Linked DNA regions of Hordeum vulgare: all the other regions are linked to region 4. Evidence: chromatin contacts called from public Hi-C data. All regions are on one chromosome and are shown on one strand. The core of a region is the stretch at or near the end of the contact, and the rest is flanking DNA. Distances in the headings are between cores, read along the strand shown. Region 1 overlaps LOC123443959 (probable isoprenylcysteine alpha-carbonyl methylesterase ICMEL2). Region 2 holds the start of LOC123443959 (probable isoprenylcysteine alpha-carbonyl methylesterase ICMEL2). Region 3 holds the start of LOC123440021 (AAA-ATPase At3g50940-like). Region 4 holds the start of LOC123443956.

The links. Hi-C and Micro-C count contacts between places; a contact is called where the count stands out from the background.
Region 1: a contact with region 4 is called in a Hi-C map of leaf, with 4 times the contacts expected there. The contact joins the enhancer-like site here to the promoter of LOC123443956 in region 4. A contact is called at or near these places in 2 of 6 Hi-C or Micro-C datasets (both in leaf).
Region 2: a contact with region 4 is called in a Hi-C map of seedling, with 4 times the contacts expected there. The contact joins the promoter of LOC123443959 here to the promoter of LOC123443956 in region 4. A contact is called at or near these places in 2 of 6 Hi-C or Micro-C datasets (leaf and seedling) and 1 of 1 datasets of contacts at active chromatin or transcription factors (embryo).
Region 3: a contact with region 4 is called in a Hi-C map of leaf, with 3 times the contacts expected there. The contact joins the promoter of LOC123440021 here to the promoter of LOC123443956 in region 4. A contact is called at or near these places in 3 of 6 Hi-C or Micro-C datasets (leaf and seedling) and 1 of 1 datasets of contacts at active chromatin or transcription factors (embryo).

What each region holds. Positions count from the first base shown.
Region 1 is chr3H:391,908,082-391,913,766 of MorexV3_pseudomolecules_assembly, forward strand. The region is part of intron 11 of LOC123443959 (probable isoprenylcysteine alpha-carbonyl methylesterase ICMEL2); the gene reads left to right. Among protein-coding and RNA genes, the nearest start is that of LOC123443960, 4.7 kb to the left of the region's middle. Within about 2 kb of position 2,195, at least 2 of the 3 cell types and tissues checked have open chromatin away from gene starts, as enhancers often do. A contact at or near this core is called in leaf, where this site is marked.
Region 2 is chr3H:391,884,171-391,889,695 of MorexV3_pseudomolecules_assembly, forward strand. It overlaps LOC123443959 (probable isoprenylcysteine alpha-carbonyl methylesterase ICMEL2), which reads left to right and starts at 1,988. Exons shown (of 12, transcript XM_045120537.1): 1 at 1,988-2,577; 2 at 3,609-3,685; 3 at 3,873-3,942; 4 at 4,027-4,107; 5 at 4,192-4,266; 6 at 4,375-4,476; 7 at 4,852-4,989. The coding sequence starts at 2,129.
Region 3 is chr3H:391,843,892-391,849,518 of MorexV3_pseudomolecules_assembly, forward strand. It overlaps LOC123440021 (AAA-ATPase At3g50940-like), which reads left to right and starts at 2,448. Exons shown (of 2, transcript XM_045116613.1): 1 at 2,448-3,768; 2 at 4,564-5,251. The coding sequence starts at 2,791. The coding sequence ends at 5,133.
Region 4 is chr3H:391,277,816-391,283,066 of MorexV3_pseudomolecules_assembly, forward strand. LOC123443956 reads right to left here and starts at 1,829. Exons shown (of 9, transcript XM_045120532.1): 1 at 1,728-1,829; 2 at 516-627; 3 at 329-411. The coding sequence starts at 603.

The DNA.
Region 1 (5,685 bases), core at 945-3,444, 630 kb after region 4:
GTCTAAAAAAATGTTTATATGCAGTCAAGGTCTCTAGCTGGTTTCACACAGCTATCAACATTATCGGAAGAATTTCAAGTTCATGTCCCTCTCATCTTTAAGGATAATGTTGTGAAGAATCACGTAGCAATTCATGATGTTCTTCAGGGTTCGTTTGTCCCAAAAATGAGCAGGACCGCAAAACAGTAAATCTTGATTGCAAAACCTCAAAAGCTTTTTAAATATCTTTTCAAGCAACCTTTTGTACTTTTGCAAATTCAACATGCTTCCTAGTACTTGGTTTTTTATACTCTTAATAAATATACACCAAAAAGATAAATACCATCTGCAAGATAGTATTCCTTGATGCACTCATGCTCATTGACCATGTAGTTGTAAGCATGAGCATCACCACTAGCAAGTCTAGCAAATAAATAAAACAATTGCGACACATTGATATTATTGAGAGTATCCGGCATACAAAAAAGAACATCCATAAATCCTTGAATGCTACGGCTTCTAGCATAATTGTTGCATCATGAGACTTGTCACAATACTGCCCGTGCCATGTCTTCGGGCAGTTTTTCTAAGTCCAATGCATTCAATCAACGCTTCCTAGCATACCAGGCCAACCTCTCCTCTCACTTGTTGTCATCAACTTTTTGTGTCTTCTTCGTCGGGTGTATGAAGATAGACAGGTCCAAATCTATGCACTAACTCTATTGTAGTATCTTCGTCAATGCGAAGATATTCGTCGGCATAGTCAACCGGAACGCCATATGCAATCATTCGCATAGTTGTTGAGATTTTTTGATATGCGCTAAAACCCTTCAAGCCAGTGGCGTTTCTTCTTTGAGTAAAAACCCGAATTTGCCTCGCAAGCTTGCACTAAATTTATGAAGAGGGATCGACACATTCGATACCTTCTCCGAAAGAGGTGCGGCAGATACGTTGGATTCTCCGTGAAGTAGTCTTGCATGAGCATCTCGTTTTCAAGATGGCGGTTGCGAGGGATGTACAGGCGGCCGACGGTTGATCCTGGCTGTCTCTTTCGGTTCCAATCCTCGTGCTTCTTCATGGCGGGCACCATCACCATCATTTGTCATCGATGTCTCTCGAGCAGCGACTCTATGTCCGAGTCGTCCGACGAGTATGAATTCTCGAGCAAAAACTCCTCGCAATGGCTCAAATCCATGTACAAAATGGCACACCCGAGCTCGCATGAACGAATTTCCTTCGTCAAATCAACCGCTACATCGAACTAGAAAAGGGCACGAAATGACTGACCGCCGGTGGGCTGGGGACGACCGCAAACTCTTGAATTCGAGGTGGAGGCGGGCCGGCGGCGGCTCCGCCGTAGATCTGTGTCGGCGGGCATCCGGGGGCGACGAGGCGGCGCGATGGAGCGGGGTGTGGAGCGGTCTGGCAACGTGATTCTGGTGACGGATATGGTCGAAATCGCAGGCGACGACGGTGCTGGGTGGTTAGGGAATGGGAAGGGGAACAAGCGCGGGCTAAAATGTCGCTCTTGCCAACCGCTTTCGCGAGATACATGGCGTCGTCGGGGCGAGGGGAAAACTGTGTATTCTCGACTCAGAGGGGCAATTTTATTGCGCCATTTAAAATTTTGTAAGGGTCAGCCGCATCTACGGCAACCGCGTTTACGGGGTCTGTCCGAGACACTTTTTCACCGCAAAATTATAAAATGACAATTATTTTGCGGATCGGGAAGATATAAGGGGTCTAGTAGAGTTGCTCTTAAATAGTTACTTATAGCATTAAATATCTCATGCATGTTTGCATGTTTAGGTGAAACTTTTGTACCCATGATAGCATATTGAGGGGAACCTTTCTGTGACATCCTTACTTGATGGGAGAAATAGGTCAGTGAGGTCTAGTTATTTATTAAATATCTTATGCATGTATGCATGTTAATATGAAACCTTTTTTATGCATGACCATATATTGAGATGAATCAATTTTATTGTATGTTGATTGATGAGGTGATATGCTTATATGTTGAGAAAAAATGTTTGTGAGGCTAACTATTTAGATATATATTTTCCAATTTCCTTGAAAGAAAGTCAAACGTGTGTAAGTTGGAAAAGTCTCTAAATCTACTCACTGATTTTTGCATCTCGTAAACCCCCTCCTCTACACGCCATGTGTCCGCGTGAGAAGGCCCACCGCTTCCCTAACTTTATCTCTCAGGACGAAGCTGCCTCCTCCACACATTGCTTCTTTTCTTCCCCCTTCCAATCTCATTTATCCGGACAACCAAAGGAGAGAACCCATGGCGAAGACCACCATAGCCGCAAGAAAATCGATAGGGGCTGCCACCGGTCGCCGTCTTGATGCATCCTCCGTCCAACTTCATCAATGTTTGAAATTAGAGGGGATAACACAACCACATCACTCCTGCATCCTCGTCACCGGGTGCAGCTGCAAAAAGAAGAAGGCGACGCCGGCCACCACACCAACATGCAAGGTCGATGGAGGGCGACTACGGCCATCTCAGTTGCATGGCTCTGGTGTGCCCCGTCGCGTCTGCAACCCCTATGTTTTGCAGCAGCACCTGTTGGCCAAATAAGCCATGACGGACTCTGTGGCTGGGGTGCGCACCAGGGCGCGTCGGGTGCAGCGAGTCCACGGCTGGCTTGTGCGTAGGTTAGTGTGTGCATGCACGGGTGTGTGGCCGTGTCGTAGGTGTGTGGGTCGCCAGCCTGTTGGCGAGCCGCGCGGTGATCGCGAGCGATGTGTTGAGCCCGAGCGTGAACCGAGACGCGTTGGTGCGCATCGTGGGTGCGAGCGGAGCAAGCGGATCGCGGGGCGAGCGAGTGGAGGCGTGGGTGTGTGCCCTGGCGTCAGGAAAAATCCCCACTGTGTCTCTGCGCTCTCCACTTCTTCTTCCTTCGGCTGTTCCGACAAGAGAGAGGTTTCACAGAGCACGGAGGGACGCTGCGGTAACAACAATTGGCATCAGAGCCTTGAGCAGGGATCGCCGGCGGCCATGACCCTGGTTCCGTACGGAGGCGGCGGCGGTGGCGCGATGTCGCCGCCGGTCCCGCCGTTGACGCCATCGAACTACACTCCCTAGGCGATCAAGGTGGAAGCGTTCCTTGATGCCCAGGGGCTGTGGTGCGTGGTTGCTACGGCGGAGGATGCGGCTGTTGACGCCGGTAGTGTTGGAAATATGCCCTAGAGGCAATAATAAAGTTGTTATTATTATATTTCCAGTTCTATTATTCATGCTATGATTGTATTAACCGGAAACCGTAATACATGTGTGAATATATAGATCACAATGTGTCCCTAGTGAGCCTCTAGTTGGCTAGCTCGTTGATCAATAGATGATCATGGTTTCCTGATCATGAATATTTGATGTCATTGATAACGGGATCACATCATTGGGGAATGATGTGATGGACAAGACCCAATCCTAAGCATAGCACTAGATCGTGTTGTTCGTGTGCTGAAGCTTTTCTAATGTCAAGTATCATTTTCTTAGACCGTGAGATTGTGCAACTCCCGGATACCGTAGGAGTGCTTTGGGTGTACCAAACATCACAACGTAACTGTGTGATTATAAAGGTGCACTACGGGTATCTCCAAAAGTGTCTGTTCGGTTGTACGAATCGTGACCGGGATCTCCCTGTGACGGAGAGGTATCTCTCGGCCCACTCGGTAATCCATCATCATATTAAGCTCAGTGTGACTAAGGAGTTAGCCACGGGATGATGTGTTACGAAACGAGTAAAGAGACTTGCCGGTAACGAGATTGAACAAGGTATGGGGATATCGACGATCGAATCTCGGGCAAGTATCATACCGGTAGACAAAGGGAATTGCATACGGGATTGATTGAATCCTTGACATCGTGGTTCATCCGATAAGATCATCGTGGAACATGTGGGAACCAACATGGATATCCAGACCCCGTTATTGGTTATCGACCAAAGAGGTGTCTCGGTCATGTCTGCATGCTTCCCGGACCCGTAGGGTCTACGCAATTAAGGTTCGATGACGCTAGGGTTATAGGGAAATAGTGTATGTGATTACCGAAGGTTGTTCGGAGTCCCGGATGAGATCCCAGACGTCACGAGGAGTTCCGGAATGGTCCAGAGGTAAAGATTGATATATAGGAAGTGAGGATTTGGTCACCGGAATTGTTTCGGGCGACACCGACAATGTACCGGGACCATCGGAAGGGTTCCGGGGGTCCACCGGCAAGGGCCACCAGCCCCAAAGTGCTCCATGGGCTAAGAGCATCTCTAGTAGAACCCTCAAACCCTTAAATCTAAAACCAGTTTTAAGGGTTGAGAATTGGCCATTTTTGACACTTTTAAGGGTTGAAAAACAGGGGCAAAGACTAGAACCCTCAAACCCAACCCTTATAACGGAATATTCTTGCGGATCGACGAGGAGAGCTCGAGCGGCCTCTTGTTGCGGGAGGCGGAGGGCGCGGGGGGTGGCGGAGGCGGCTGGGGAGGTCGAGGCGGGCGGGAGGCGGAGACGGCGGCTGGGAGGCCGAGGCGGGCGGCAGCGGCGGAGGTCGAGGAGGTAGCGGCGACAGGGGAGGTCGAGGCGGGCGACGGCCGGGGAGGTTGAGGCGGGCGGGGGGGGGGGGGGGGGGCGAGACAGCGGCGGCGTCTCGGGAAGTGGAGGGGAGGCATCCGGGGGCGGGACGGCGGCAGCGGCGGTCGGAGAGGAGGCCGGCGTGGGCGCGGGAGGTAGTTGGGATGGGAAATTTCCCTCCCACGCTAGGATGGAACGGTTTAAGGGTTGGGGTAGACTTTGCTCCCCAACCCTCACTTCTACAGATCGGGAGAGGGTTTGAGGGTTGGACCTCTAAACTTTTTTACGGGTTTAGGGGTTTAAGGGTTCTAGTCTACGCTGTTTTTTCGACGAAAACTGTAAAAAAGCAGTTATTTTTAAGGGTTTAAGGGTTTGAGGGCTCTACTAGAGATGCTCTAAGAGTGGGAGGGAACCAGCCCATATGTGGGCTGGTGTGCCTCCACAAGAGGCCCAAGGCGCAGCAAGGGTGGGGAGGGGCAAACCCTAGGCGTGGGAGGCCACTTTAGGCCTCAAAGGCCGACCCTAGGGCGCTCCACCCCTTGGCCGCCGCCCTCCTTGGCCCTTAGGGCTGCCGCACCCTTTAGGGTGGGAACCTCCTCCCTCTCCTCCTATATATAGCGGAGGGTTTTAGCCTTTTGGAGACACACAATTGATCTCTCTACGGCGCAACCATACTCCTCCTCCTCCTCGTCCTCCGTAGTGCTTAGCGAAGCCCTGCTGGAGTGCCACGTAGCTCCATCGTCACCACGCCCTCGTGCTGCCGGAGTTCTCCCTCAACCTCTCCCTCCTTCTTGCTGGATCAAGGCGTGGGATACTTCACCGGGATGCATGTGTGTTGAACGCGGAGGCACCGTCATTCGGTGCATAGATAGGAATCCACCGCGATCTGAATGACTTCGAGTACGACTCCATCAACCGCGTTCTAGCAACGCTTCCGCTTAGCGATCTTCAAAGGTATGAAGATGCTCTACCCCTTTGCTCGTTGCTGGTTTCGCCATAGATAGATCCTTGCATGGCGTAGGATTTTTTTTTGAAATTATTACGACCCCCAACAGTGGTATCAGAGCCAAGGTTCTATGCGTAGATTCTATGCACGGATAGAACACAAAAGTTGTGGGCGCTGATTTGTCA
Region 2 (5,525 bases), core at 738-3,237, 610 kb after region 4:
GGAGACTGTCTTCACAATAGTGGTCCAATATGGATAGATTCCGCCAGCTAGATAGTATCCTTTGTTACAGTTGTAACCGTTGATGTTAACATTGACCGGCGGGCTGTTGCCTTCGGCAAGCCTTGCAAACACCGGCGACCGTTAAGCACCTTGATATCATTGTATGATCCGACCATGCCAAAGAAAGAGTGCCAGATCCAGAGATCTTGAGAGGCCACGACCTCTAGTATGACAGTGCAAGCCTTGACATGGCCTTTGTACTAGCCTTGCCAAGCAGAATGGCAGTTCTTCCACTCCCAGTGCATGCAGTCTATGCTGCCAAGCGTCCATGGGAAGCCCCGGCTGGCATTGGTCGCCAACAAGCAGGCTGTGTCTACAGCAGTCGACTCTCTCAAGTACTCATGGTCAAATACTACAACCACAGCCTTGCAGGATCTGTACAATGACTCTAGGCAACTAGACTCACTCATACGGACATACTCATCGATAAGATCACCGGGTACTCCGTAAGCAAGCACCTGGATAGCTACATTTCATTTATGATAAGATGAGAAGACAATCTTTCCAATGGCATCCTTTTTGCACTCGAAGTAGTCATCGTATCTGACCACCCCCTCTCGAATCTAGTTGAAAACATGCCTAGCCATAAGAAAACGCCACCGGAATTTCTAATGTTTGAACAACAGATTGGTTGTGTCAAAGTAGTCCTTCCATAGAAGGAAATGGCCGCTCTCTCGGTTGCGATTCAACGCCGGAACATGCCCCGAAATTGAGACCCGGAACAACTGACGTTGCCTATTAAGGTGGTCATGGACCAACACGGCAAGCAGCATCCCCTCATCGTCAGATGAGGAATCGTCGGAGTCGCACAAAACATTATGAAAAAAGAACTCGTCGGCGTATCCATTTGTACCTTGAGGCAAACTGCCGAACAATTTGCGGACGTGGATGACAAAGCAAACTGGCGACGTCGGATTGGGGTGTGGGAAGCTGCGGTAGCCCGGCGGCGATGCAGCCGACGGCGTGGGTAGGTGTCGGCGTTTGGGGGGGGGTACGGGAGGAGGCGCCGGTGGCCGAGGCACCGAAAATGGGCGATGGCGACGACGGGGTGAGGGCGAGGTGAGGGCTAGCTGTCGACAGGGGTGGAGAACGACCAATGTGTCACCGATTGGAGGACGAGGGAAAGGAGTACGCGCGCGTCATCCGCGTCCGCTTCGTGTCTGTGCCGACCTAAATGAGGCTTAAAATTGGACCGGGAATGGATCGGCACGCGAACGAAAAGTAGTCGCACATCCGTTTGGATCGACAGCTTGAGTTGACTTTCCCGTCCGCGCTTACCCAAACAGATGAGTCGGACGAAATAGGTCGTCCAATTAAAATTGCTCTCAAGAAACGAGCTTCGATTATGAAAAGGATTTTAATTATTTTTTAAATTCATTTATATGAACACGACCATTCTACTAGTAAAGTTTGTTCAGAATTCGTTGGAGGAATGTAAACCAGCGCGACTCCAATGAGTCGCATCAGACGGTCAGCCGTGTCGGAGCAAAGTCACTTTGGGTTCTAACGCGTGGCGCGGCGACACGTAATCACGGGCCCACAGAGCCGGACGCGGACGGCAACGGCGTTCGCCTGACCGCCGCACCCTAGAGCCAGCCACGCCCCGCTCCACAGACCGCAAACAAAGCTCTAGAACCTGCAAAGATTCCCCTGCCTCACGCCACAATCATCTACGCGGCCCTACCACGGTACCCTAGTCACCAATCATTCTAGCCCATACAAAACATTGCATCATCGAGCCATTTAGGTACACACTCTCATGTTTGTTGTCATCATTTCATTTATTTATCTTTTCTAATAATGGAAGAGATCTCCTCAGTGTCGCGTACAAATCATCCATGATCGAGCCTTGTACGCATCCTTGTGCTGGCAAAGGATATACGTATGCTCTGTCTGTGACCATAACGCACGACGAGTGTATCGTGTCGTGTGTACTACTACCACGAGTAAATAATTTCTCGAACTTGGACACCATTCCATTCGTGTTGCTGTATCCAACTCTACATTCGACTCCTGGAGCACCGAAAGCCTCGCCCGGCTCCCGCAAAAGTCCGCCCGCGCCGGAAGGATGTCGAAGCAGCAAGGAGGCAAACGAGGACTTGCGGCATGTTGCGCTCGCCTCGCCTCGCCTCGCCTCCACCACGCGTCCCTCCACGCCACGCACTTGCGCTCGCGCTCCCCGCCCGCCTCCTCCTCCTATTTAGGCACACCCCTCCTCCCCGCTCCGTTCTTCCGCACCAACTCGAATCTCCCACTCCCAACCGCCCGGCGGACCTTCCCGAGCCTTCGCCACGCAATGGCAATGCAGCCTCCTTCCTCCGGGGACGAGGCGGACGCGCTCCTCCCGCGGAGCGACTCCGCCGGCCGCCGCCGCTCGTCGCCCGTGCAGTCCGCGTCCCCGAGGCCCCCGGGGGCCGGTCCCAGGAGGCAGTCGTCCTTCCGCCACGACGTCGGCCATGCCGCCTCGGAGACCTACCTCGTCACGCGCCTCACCTTCACCCTACTCCAGTACCTCGGGTAATCAGCAAAATTCCTCGCTGCTTCACCGTCTCCATCGCCATGAGGTGCTCCGACTCGAGGGCGAACGCTACGATAGTAGTATGATGATGCAAGTGCAACACGCACGGTGGTGACGGTTTTCATGCTGTAGCAACCTTCTGCTCTAGTAAAGTTCCTTGTGTCCGGTGGTCGTTGAGATGGTTGAGTTGCCAAGGCAGCTTCATATCAAATCCTATGGAGAAGCCAACTCCACAAGGTTGTTTGATTACGCGGTTGCGTGAGGGGCATGGACTGAATTAAGCTCAGAGCTTCGGGGACCACATAACTGTTCAAGGCTTTCGTGTTTCCCTGCCGTGCGGGCTTTGTCGTTCCATAACAAACCATTTGTTCAGATACAAACAAAAAAACTTGGTATCCACCAAGATTTGGTGATCTTGGCCTTGTAAAGAAGGAACAAGGGGGGATCGCTTTTATCTTTTTTTTCTTTAGAAAAGGAGGTTCAACCCCCGGCCTTTGCATCAATCGATGCATACAACCATTTTTATTAATTATTCCACAAAGGTCTGACAAGATCATATATCAAGCCACCCGAAGGATCGCTTTTATCTGCCTTAGAATCGTGTTTGGAATCTTTGCTACAACAATACAACTATTTCTGTCATAATCGTTTACAAGAGATACATCGAGGGGACGATCTTGCAACTAGTTCTGCTGAAACATAAATAAGCCTGTCATGTATTCACTAGAGTACTTAGTTGTGTGCATCCTAGTCGCGCAAAGGCAGGTTGTGTGCTCATTGTGTTTGTATCTCTTTGATGCTGCACTATGAGTCGGTACTGAAAATTGCAGGGAATATATTAAGGCATTTTATTTCGAAGTATGGCATGGGGAGGCCATACAAATTCTCACCATCGTTGTAGTTCAAAACTATGTTCACTTTGATAGGTTAAGATTCACTGATAATTTTCACCCTTTTTGTTAGAGTGTATCGATGAATAGAACCACTGTTGATATTTTTCTATTCCCGTTCTAATTTTATTATTATTCAGGTTAGGTTACCGCTGGATGAGGCAGCTTCTTGCCCTCGCAGTCTACGCTGTTCTACTTATGCCAGGTTTTTTGCAAGGTATATTGCAGACAGGTCAACATTTCAGGGATTGCGATATCAGTTCTTATTATGCACATCAAAGAGCATGTGGATGGATATTCTTTGTTATTTCTGATGTTCATGTGATCTTCTCGAATGGACCCTTGGATTGTTGGCTCATTTCATTAGAATATGGCATTCTGAAAACAGTTCTTTCTTATTGCAGTTGGATTTTACTATTTCTTTTCAAGTCAGGTTCGTAGAAGTATAGTTTATGGAGAACAACCGAGAAACAGGTAACATCAACCATCCCCACCCCAATGCCCCAGAAGTCAATCCTATGTTTATTTTTTCAGTTTTATGACAATTGCATTCTACAGGTTGGATTTGTATATACCCAAAGATAATAGAAGACCCTGTCCGGTGGTGGCCTTTGTAACTGGCGGGGCCTGGATTATTGGGTGAGTGTTGATATTCTTGCAACTATGCAATACGTTAATCATTCGTGGCGACTCCATTTGTTGACAACCTTGCTCGAAATTCAGTTACAAGGCATGGGGTGCTCTTCTTGGCAGGCGATTGGCTGAGAGAGGAATCATAGTTGCTTGCATTGATTACAGGTGATGCTCTATTTCCATTGAAATCACTCCATATTATTTTGTTAATAATATGAAATAATTGTTTCACTTTTTGTTTGCTTGACACAATATTCACACGTTTATTTTCAGAAATTTTCCGCAAGGAACAATAAGTGACATGGTTAGCGATGCTTCTCAGGGGATCTCATTTGTGTGTAACAACATTGCTAGTTATGGAGGTGATCCTAATCAGTAAGATAACCATTTTTGTGTGTACGAAGTGTCTATTAAAGGATCACAAAGAGCAGTTTTATCCCTTAGGCTAAGTTTATGTGCCAATTCATGGCATTTGCTTAATAAGATGCACGATCTGGTTAGCCCATGGTTGTCAGCTAGATAGCCACAAATTATTGATGAATAACTCGGGAAACTTGACCTCTTCTTAAACGTGTCATTGGACACTTCTTAGAACTTTACTTAAAGCCCTTGTGCTAGCTTAAGTTCTATAAATATTTCCATGTCATTTTGCATTATGTTAATGGCATATATTTACATCATTCTGTTTATTATCATTACTGATAACTTCCACCAGAGTGATGTTTTGTTATATATCCACGGCAATTGTAGGATCTACTTGATGGGTCAGTCAGCAGGAGCACATATTTCAGCATGTGTCCTAATGGAACAGGCAGTAAAAGAGTCTAGCGGGCAGCCCATTTCTTGGAGCGTTACACAAACCAAAGCATACTTTGGTTTATCTGGAGGGTGAGATCTTAGGTTCCTCGCTGGTTAGTCTTTTGTGGTTTGACTATTTAACTACTGGTGAAACTGAAGATAGTACAAGCATCAGAGCTCCTCTAAGCTGTGATGACACTTTAGGGATTTTCTAATTCTCCTTAAAACCCATAACCAGAGGCTAAATTCTATATTGTTGACAGCATATTGAGTGATTTCTCTGGAAGATATTGACTAACGCATATTTGGTCAGATACTGGGTACACATTAGGTTGCCTTTTCGCGTCTTCAAAAAGTAATTCAGTGATCATATTTTGTCTGTTCTGGATTTGAACTAATTCGATCAGTATCAATATGGGAGCTAGTCTTAAAATAGGAGAACCAAACCAATTGTTGTCGTTGTATTTGCAACCAGATGGCTTGTATTTGTCGCCAAGAATGTACAGATTGTCTTGTAGAAGACCTTATAATTTTTCTAAGTTTTCCTCTGTGCCAGTAATCACAATAATAGTTTGGTCTAAAATTTTGGAATGACGCCACTACCAAACTGCTTCACCTAGTTCCAG
Region 3 (5,627 bases), core at 1,198-3,697, 570 kb after region 4:
CAGATCTACGACAGAGGGAGGGTGCAGCCTTGGGGATCAGCCGAGAGTGGGGAGAGGGTGAGGAGGGCGCTCGCGGGGGAGGGGGAGAGGATCCATGGTGGGGCGGAAGAGGTTGCCGCACACCCGCACCTCGTGCCGTTGGCCATGCAGGGGGAGGGCGCGGGAGAAGATTCATCCCGATCCAAGCCCGCAACTGCACATCTCGGGAGAGCAAAGGCTTGAACTCGAGGGACCAGCCCGCACCGAGCCCCGCCGCCTCAATAGGAGCTCGTCTCCCTGCCCACCGACTGGTCACCGGAGCCACCACCGTTGGCGACCACCTCCCTCACCTTCTACCCCTCCTCCTTCTCCTTTCTTCCTCTCTTTCCTCTCTCCCTCATGCCATGTATCTATCTTTCTCTGGATCAGCGGGGCATTATCGCCACCGGAGCAACACGCCACACCCGCCGCTAGATCGACGCGGCACCGGATCGAGCGACGGGGTGGGGTGGCTCCTGGCGGCTGGGATTGGGAGGCGAAGGGGAGAGAGAGGAGCCATGGCAGGGGCGGAGAAGGTTGCCGCACCACGTGTCGTTGGCCATGGAGGGGGAGGGCGGGGGAGAAGGATCACCCCGATCCAAGCCCGCAACCGCACGCCTCGGGAGAGCCAAGGCTCGATCCCGAGGAACCAGCCCGCACTGAGCCCCGCCGCCTCAACAGGAGCTCGTCTCCCTACCCGTCGGCCAGTCACCAGAACCGGAGCCGCCGGCGACCGCCTCCTCGGCGTGTGCCCCTTCTCCTTCTCCTTTCTTCCTCTCTTCCTGACACCATCTATCTCTCTTTCTCTCGATAGGCAGGGCTCCGTCGCCACCGGAGCAAGATGCCGCACCCGCCGCTAGATCCATCGACACCAAGCCCCGATGGTCGGGGCAGCACCAGATCGAGAGACGACGGTTGGGATCGGGACGCGAGGGAGAGAGAGGAGAGGCGACACCGGATTGAGAGATGGCGGTTGGGATCGGGAGACGAGGGAGACAAAGGAGAGCCCGTTCTCGTTTGTGTCTCTGTTATTTGTTTCTCACTTTTAAAAGGATCGTGGTTGAATACCGCAAACTATAAAGATTTATTTGCAAATTCGTGAACGAAACTTTTTCCTCACTTAAGAAAGGGTTGCGGGTTGATTTCAATAAAACAAAGGGGCTTTTTGCAAAATTGTCACGACGTACGACATAAGCTATCCATGGTTTATTATTAGGGCAGTGATATGTGCCGGCAGACCGGCGCAACGGTACGGCCGATCCAGCCCAGACCGTCGGATGCAGCCAGCCACGTTCGTTGGATCTACGTGTGATCCCATCGAAGGCCTTGAAGGAAAAAGTTGCACCAAATGTTGCAACCTCACCCCACAGGCATGCACGAGGACAAACAGAGCCTCGTGCCCCCGTGTCGGCCCATCCCTGATCCACGGCGGCTGCGGCCGGATCCGTCGGGTTTTTATTGCCGGTGGCAGGATTAGCTCGAGGAGGGTCTTCCCCGTCTATTACGAGACTTGGGGTTTGCTTCAACCATGCCATACATCTGGAATCAACTACTTGTTGTCATGGATTTGGGCTCAAGCTCTCGGATGAGCTCCGCTGACAGAATACGGTTGCAAAAAACACAATGACGGATGTAGCAAATTTGTATAATGGTTGTAGCATTTTTTTCATCATGGTTGCAGCTCGGCCATGCCAACGTTTGTAGCGGAAAAATTGTCGACGGTTGTAGCAAAAATTTGACACATTTGTAGCAAAAATCGCTGGATGACTGCGGCTACAACTCCCGTAAAGTTTGGTTGCAACTCTCATAGACGCGGTTGTACCTTTTTTTTGAACGCTTGTAGCTTTTGTGGTACGTGATGTAGCATTCGCGACACCATCCCTGCAGGTCCTCGTGCAGCAACCTCACCTGTCGGCCATGGGATCACCCACCCCCCGTCGCCTTGCTGTTTGCAGCTCCTCCATTTGCTGGTTGCAGCTCCCGTGTAGCCGTATGCATCATTTTTATGACTATCATGAGCCAGCGCAGAGCAAAACCAGCTGCGGCCGCCGGCCGACAGCATCCGGGGCAGTCTGTCGGCTCGAAGCAACCAGGTGCAACCATCGTTGGCGGCATGCAGCTTCTACCGCTTTCATGGCACAGAGGTAGGAAGAACACAAAGACGAGGAAGCGAGGAAGGAACGTGGGATGTGACCACTATAGAAATCCGTGCGGGGAATCAGAAGTGTTGGAACGAAGCGATCGTACGCGCAACACGCATGCGGCGCAACGCTTTGTTCGACACGCCGGGTCTAAACATTTTCCCTATTTTTAGGGAGAGTGGTAGAGATTATGTTAGGAGTATGTGATTTTTTTATTATAACGCACACACATGTTTGCTATAGTGCTTTCATTATAATGTTCGCTTTTGACGTCCTTGGTGCGGGGGCGGTCGCTCGGAAGTTTCGAAGAAACCAGTCACCAGGTTAAGGGGTTGCATCCGTGTTCTCCACGTCGTACCTACCCAAACCCGGTTGTCCACATGTTTGGAACTAAAAGCTTTCCAGATTCAAGACCCACTAATCTTTCTTTGTGAAGTCGCAAGCACCGATCACAGCGAATGATCAATCATCAGTCCCCATTCGAACCGACCTTGCATTTTTTACGACTCCGATTAAATGCTCTCCTTAGTTCCTCCACAGAAACCAACTTAAGCACCTGACTAGAAGATCCAAACCTTAAGCAAACCCCCACTGCTACAGCGTCAGTTGGAAGTTGGAACCCGCCGTGGCCATGACATCCCCGAACAGCAGAGTGCTGGAACGGTACAAGAGCGCCGTCACGACGGCAACTTCCGTGCTGGGCGCGGCCATGCTGCTGCGCCGGGTGCTCGCCGACGTCCTCCCAGGCACGGCCCTCGGCGCGCTGCTCCTCCTGCCACCAGCCTCCTCCCGGCGCCACGCCGTGCTCATCGAGGAGTTCGACGGCGCCCTGTACAACCGCGTGTTCATGGCGGCCAAGGCGTACGTTTCCACGCTCCTCGCCGCGGCACCGTCCGTGCCGCTGATGAAGGCTAGCCTGCCGCGCGGGGCCGGTGCGGACCACGTCCTGCTCGCCATGCGCCCCGGCACGGCGGTCGTCGATGTGTTCGACGGGGCAAAGGTCACGTGGCGCCTAAGCAGGAAGCACGACGGAGGCGGCGGCAGGCGGCGGACCACGGAGGACGCGCGCGAGGTGTTCAAGCTCAGCTTCGACGCGGAGCACAAGGACATGGTGCTCGGCTCCTACCTGCCGGCCGTCATGGCCCGCGTGGAGGCCATGTCCCAGGAGCAGAGGCAGACCAAGCTCTACAGCAACGAGTGGGGCAAGTGGCGGACCGTGAGGCTCCGCAACGCCTCGACGTTCGCGACGGTGGCCATGGACGCCGCGCTGCGGCAGGCCGTGGTGGACGACCTGGACAGGTTCTTGACCCGGAAGGAGTACTACCGGCAGACGGGAAGGGCGTGGAAGAGGGGCTACCTGATCCACGGCCCGCCCGGCACCGGCAAGTCCAGCTTGGTCGCCGCGATCTCCAACAACCTCCATTTCGACGTGTATGACCTCGACGTCGGCGGCGTCAGGTCCAACACCGAGCTGAGGAAACTGCTGATTCGGATGAAGAACAGGTCCATATTGTTGGTGGAAGATGTCGATTGCGCCGTGGCGACGGCGCCACGGAGGGAAGCCAAGGGAAGCTCCGACGGGGGCATCCCTGCTTCCAAGAATCACAAGGTTAGTTTTAGTACTAATCCAACTCATGTTGCAAGTTGCTTTAGTACTAATCCAACTCATGTTGCAAGTTGCAAACTTGCAATAGACAAATCCTAGTCATGTTGAAAGTTGCAATGGACGACGAGCAAATTGCTCTACTCCTTTGACTATTCTTGTACTATTTTCATTTTCTAGAAACAATTCTTGCCAGTACTACTCTGTAGTCTGTACTCCAACATCGAAACAATCAGACGAAGCTCTGGGCACTGTATCGCACCCTCACTAAACAAGAAAACGACAGCACTGATTTGGTTTGCTTCAAGTACCAGCAAGTCACTGATCTGGGTCACTGTATAGGCAACAACTCTATAGTCGTTGCCGTGCTACTGTTGTTTATCCAACAAGAGCAGTTACCACTTCATTTCTTGTGGTTTCCAAATTATAAAGGCTCCTTTGATTCAAAGGAATTTCAATTAGAATCCATAATATTTTTTCTATGTTTGCCGTTTAATTCACAAGATTGAATCATATAGGATTTTTTTTCTATGGAACCAAGTGATACTACATTTCATTGGAAATCTGGCATCCAGTCCGATCTTTTTTTCCAATTCCTTTGTTTTTCAATAACATCAAACACTGTATGCTAAATCTGTATGATTTAAGTGTACATGCTATTCAAATCCTATGTTTTTTCAAGGACGGCCTAAAGCTGTCAAGTGGCAAAGACTGTTCGATTCCTTAATTGATCAGATGCTACTGTAGCTTGTAATCGATTGTCAGTTAGTACACCATCTAAGGTGTGCGTTGCCTTGCCAGGTCACTCTGTCCGGGCTGCTCAACATGGTGGACGGCCTTTGGTCCAGCAGCGGCCATGAGCGGATCCTCATCTTCACCACCAACCACAAGGACCGGCTAGACCCGGCGCTGCTCCGGCCTGGCCGGATGGACATGCACGTCCACATGGGCTACTGCGGCTTCGTCGCCTTCAGGGAGCTCGCGGCCAACTACCACGGCATCCAAGACCACCCTCTCTTCCCGGAGATCGAGGCGCTGCTGCGGGAGGTGGATGTGGCACCGGCGGAGGTCGCCGAGAGGCTGCTTATGACCGACGATGCCGATGCCGCTGTCGAGACGGCCGCCAAGCTGCTGAGAGGCAGAAAGGCGGGGGGCGGGGAAGATGGCGGGTACATCAAGCAGAAACTACACGTAGGGCCTAGGCGCCCGCGTCGGGCCCCGGCTCCGTCGTCTCGTCGTGGCGTTGTGGGTGCTGCAAGATGGGCGGTGCCTGACGAGGGAATTGGTGGGTCCTCACGACGAGGCCAGGGGCGTGGATCAGGGACAGGGCGACGTGGCCGAGGTGAGGTGCGCGGACGAGGACGGCGATAGACAATCTCTATCGAACTCTACCAGCCGTTTCACAATCCACACGTGCCACTATGAATGTTTTTTTGACTTAACCAAGTTTTGGTGAAGTAATATACGGAGTAGTAAAATAAACTAAAAATATTATATGAATTTCTATTCAAGATCAAAGAAAAATAGCATTATTATGTCTCAGTCGACTAAGGCTTACCAAAACTGTTTCCGAACCACACGCAAAATATTGGCACTAAAATGACCAATAAAAATCTATATCTATTCTATACCTAATCTCTATCTAATCTAATCTAATAATAATAAAGTAAATACTGTTTCTGGTCGTCCGTCCTTAAATTTGCCCCTAAAGTTCGCTGGAATTACCCACCTATGCCATCGGTAAGTGAAAAAAACGATTCAATTTTTTCTATCTTTTGAACTCTGTCGTTACATTTGATTCAATAAGAACAGGTTCCTGAACTAATCATTTGTGTGCGTTGGTCCAACTGGTTGGGAGCTTATGT
Region 4 (5,251 bases), core at 579-3,078:
CTTCCATTAGGCAAATGAAGGGTCAAGATGAGGGTATTTTCATGCACACCGGTGCGCAGGCTTGGCTAAAGCAAAATATGCTCGGACTAGCAGTTAGTCTGATTAATCTCACTTACAGAAGTGAGCTGTTGTTTTACAGTGCATTCAACTAAGCCTAGAAATAATTATCTGGTGGAGTACAAGATTGAGATGGATCTGACACTTCTAAGAGACGCATCAATTGAGACAAGACTAAGATGTTCAACAAGGATTGATGTTGACATATAGAAAAAGTAGATGTGATACAGTAATTGCTGACAAAGTACATCTGTCCATTTAAGCCATTTACCCAAGCATTAACAGAAAAATGTAATGACCGCTGATCCAACTGCAGCGAAAGTCTGCTTTGTGCTGGTCCAGCAGGATCAGCGCCTACAAAATCAACGAAGATCAGATTGACAGATGAAAATGACTACAAATAACTAGGGTATTGAGTGTGGAGAGATGATACGACGCAAGAATATGCTTGTTATCACCTGGATCATGAGGTCTCGCATTATCATTAGCAGTTGTAGATTCTCGCTCTGTTGATGCAGGGGACTGAGAAGAGCTGGCTGAGGACATTCCTCCAACAACAATATCAGGAACCTATAACCAAACACAGGATAAGAAACAAACCTAAGCTCTTATAAAACGGCGCTATGCATATCAAAATAAAAATAGACCCCAAAAGGAGAAGGAAAAATATATAAAGGCAGTTAACATCATAACTTCAATAGCAGTAGAACAATAAAAGGAAGATGGTTTGTGAAATTACAGCGGATATCAGTGACTTGACTTAGTTGGAATAAAATAAAATAAATCATGGTAAAAACGTTACATAGAAGGTCTTCCTTAAAGAAAGATGTTGTATATAGATACAACGATTTCAACAATGTAGATAGTCCTAAAACAAATGAAGCACCAGTGTAGAATTTCAATTGTTTTACCCTGCTCCCTATTTCGTACCGCGATAACTTAAATCTATTCTTTGCCATTTATGACTTTCATGGCCGTATGTACAATGTTCTAACTAGCACACTGGCAGAGACCATAGAGTCAAATTGGGCACAGATCGGGATCACTCAAATAGGCAGTACCAGAGCAGAAGCAGAAATAGCTGGAGCAACTATACGAACTGATTAGTGGTCATTTGAAATGGAACTAATCAAGCTTGTATGAAGCTCAAGGAGTGAAACCCAAAAAGTGGGAAACCGTTTGACAGCTGCCGTTTTGCTCTAGACAAGCTGAAGGGCGAGGTTAGGTCTGAAACATATGAGTGAGGAGGCAAGGATGCTGTGGATTACTTGAAGGCAGGAAGGAGGCGAATCTTTGCAACATTGCTTGGCCACAAGCTCAAAACCGGCGGAAAAGGAAGACATGGGGGCAAGGAGGCGAGAATCTTGAGAGACCCTAACGAATTCCACCGTAAATCAGGCATGGCCTAGTCCTGCAGCACTCAATCATCTCCTGTCTCTCTCGCCAGTGAGCTGAAACTTTGAGCTCGTGTCCGAACAATCTTGGGGGGTCATGTGGCGGGGGCAGCAGCAAGCGGGGCGGCTGCGCGCAATGCGGGGAGCAAAATCGGGTTTGGGGATTAGCGAAGTCAAATGAAGTAGAGCTCCACTACAGAACAGACCAGAAGAGAACATCGAGGAAGACGAGTAATACTAGTGCTGGTAGAAGCAGAGGCAGCGGCAAAACCTAACCTGCGTAAAATAATCCAGGGCCGCTTGGAACGGAGCCGGTTGCGGATTCCGATACAGTGGAGCCACGGGAAGCGGGGGGAGAGAGGGAGGGCGAGGGAGCCCTCCTCGAATCTAGACCTGGGCAATCTCCGACGCAAAGGCGGCAGCAGCAGCAGCACGGGGACAGAGGAAGAAGACTGACCCCCTGCCTCCTGCTGTCTCCTTCTCCTCCCCTTCTTTTTTTTTTCTCCTCTGATTTGTTTTTTAATTTTCTTTCGCGGTGCAGGCCATTGGTTATGTGATATCATTATGACGAACGCCCACTAGCCCATACCACACGGCACGAAAGCGACCGGTGCGGGGGACCCCGCGACTATGGACGGACAGTTCAGGGGCGAGATCGCAACGTTGGAGGGTTCCGTGGTGCCAACTGCCAAGATGCTCCTTTCAAAAAAAAAAAAAATGCCAAGATGCCCCTTTTTCTTTCCTATTCTTTTCCTTTTCCGTGACTGATAAAAAGACTACACGAGGAAAAAGAGGGCAAATTCGAGTTGGGAGGAGGAGCTAAAGCAAATCGCACCAGATCTCGACGACTCTCCGCACTGCGAAGCCACGATCTGCGTACCCTCGAATAACATTGGCGGCATCTTTGATTTATAGGATTTTGAAAACACGGAAATAAAAAAAGTAAAGGGTTAAATTGGCATGTTCATTTAAACCCTATATGATTGATTCGTAAAAAAAACATATATAATTAGTAAAGACTGTTTGATGTCATAGAAAAAACGAAAGAATTGTCAAAAGAGGTTGAAGTGGATGTTAGATTTTCTATGAAATATAATAAAAGAAATTCATAAGAATTTTTTTATATGATCTAATCCTATGAATCAAAGGATCAATGTAGGAAAAATTCTAAAAAATTGCAATCCTATAAAAATCCTATTGAATTCATCTGAACCAAAGGAGCTCTAAACCTCATCATTGGTGGGGCCGGGTCGGGTCGGACTGGGGTTGACAAAACCCGAAGAAAAGATCCCAAGCCCGAGCCCGGTTTGACCCGGCACGAAGCACATGAACAGTGGCGTTTTTAAATTAAATTAATCTTATTTAAAATATTATATTAAAAAAATTACCTATTTTTTGAATAAAAAATGTTTATAGGTACTTTTCGGCCTTTATTCACGCTTTGAGGCCAGGCTTCGGGCGAGAAAGTGGAGCCCGAGCCCGGCCAAAATGTCGGGCTTCGTTTTCGGGCCTCCAGGTCGGTTGTCCGTGAACATGTTTAAATTAGAGATCTACCTCCCGGATGCATCAAATTCAGTGTCGTGGGAATGAACCTGACAATACAGGTATGAGGTACGAAAGGAGAGGGCAGAGTCCTAGCTACGGCAAACTTGTACACAAGATGTATGAGTTCAGACCCCTCTCATGGAGGTAACAACCCTACGTCTCAGTGCTCGGGAGCTCTTGTAGTGTGGAATGCGTGTTACGGGGGTGCGAACCCTTGTGCCAGAGGGAAGGGGTGGGTTATATAGAGTGTGCTGCCCCTCATCAATACCGGGCAACTAAGGGTTCGATCAATGGAGTTTAAAGGTGTACGTTACTGACAACGTATGTAATTAATGTTACTTATAACGACCAGCCGAACGCTCGCATGTTGGCCTCCCTGGAGTGGCTTCTCGTCTTCTGCGTCGACTGGCTTCTTGTCCTTCCAAGTGGAAGTTGATTGTCGAGTAAAGGGGGAATCTTCCGAGTGATTTCTTACCGAGTGACTCAGACGCTATGGCTATCCAGTCAGAGCCCTCCTTGTAGTCTTCAAGTTAATAATGAGGTGCCCTTAGGATATGTAGGTCAGGCCTCTGGCCCTACCCTACGTACATATCCCCATCATTAGCCCTCGAATGGATCGGAGTTCGAGTGAGGAAGGGGTCGATGCAAATTTTATCGAGGCATACAGATCTTGAAGATGTTTCAAGGCTTAATAGAATTGTGCGTCGATCAAAGCCTTCGTCATTCACCCCGATCGATTCTGCTGTGAAGTACGTCTGAGTGAATTTGAGCATTGAAGTTGATCCGAGTGACTGACAGGATCTTGTGATGTGACAGATCACTTCGTCAGGTCCAGATTTCACGGGATTCAAAATTTTGGTTAACGCGCGATGTGCGGTGATGACGCAACAACAAGGGCATCTGGGGTAACGATGCCTCGATTATCGTGACGCCCTTATCGCCACATATTGCGCCTCCTTTGTTATCGGGATAGACAAAGATCGGGCAGGTCCACCAGCACTCAGGCGGTTATAAACCTGGACGACGCCAGGGTTGGAGCAGTGCCTTCTCTTGATTCTCCTCTATTTCCTCCGCCCCGCGGGTGTTGCTTTGATCTGTTTCTGCCGACGCTAAGATTATGAAAGGCAAGACGAGCCAGCTTGAGCACATCAAGAAGGGCGGAAAGTCGAAGAAGTCAGGCGGCCAAACCGCGCTGCCGCCAGGGTGAATCCAGGGAGATTTTCTCCCGTCAACCGTCTGGAAGGAGGATGTGCTGGAGCTCGTTGAATACGGGATGATAGCCGAGAAGTCGTGGAGGCTGCCTCAGAGGGAGGTTGAGCCGGAGCCACGCGAAGGAGAACGGGTCCTCCTCCTCACTCACATTGAGCGAGGTTTTCTTTTCCCCCTCATCCCTTTATCCGCGGTTTCTGAATTTCTTTGGTGCACAAGTTCATCATCTTCCTCCCAATTCCATCGCGTACCTTGCTGCATTCGTAACGTTGTGCGAATGCTTTCTGGGTTGTCCCCCTCATTGGGGACTATTTAAACACATCTTCACCATGCGCTCCCAACCGGTGAAGAAAACTAATCCGAGTGATAGTAGGACTCATGTCATTCAGTTTATGGTGGTCCTGGGATTCAGAAGAGGAGCAGGAGTACGTATCCTCGGATGACCCTTCCCGAGTCAGTCCGGAACTCGCAGTCGACTTGGTTTTACTGTAATGATATTGCATCTCCAAACATGTCGATTGGCCTTCCCCCATTTACTTTGGAGCGACCGACTGTTCCTAGAACGACAAATGTGTCAGATGAGGAGAAGGTTCAGGTAGGAATGCTGGTAAATGAGATGGTTAACTTGGTCTCTGACAGAGTAACTGGGATGGACTTGCTTGAAACATTCCTCAGTCGACGTATTCGGCCCCTTCAGGCGAGGGATCATGCCATGTGGCATTACTCGGACCCCGAGGATTCCACTCGGCCGGACCCAGAGGAGGTTTCTGAAGAAACCGTGGCTCAGTGGCTCAAAGGCATCACTGGAGCCTGCAACAATCCATTAGGGGCCAAGCGAGTCTTGCCTTTCTTTGCTAAAAACAAGCCACGGAACACGGTGAGTTATTTCCTTGTCGATTACTTTCATATCCTTGTCGAGTGATTGAATCTTTGGCCGACTGACTTTGCTATTTTTACATCTTGTAGGAGTGGACAAACATGCATTCACCCATGCCGAACGGGGATCAGCTTGACGTCGGTGGGGAAAGTGAAGGTGGCAGCATCAA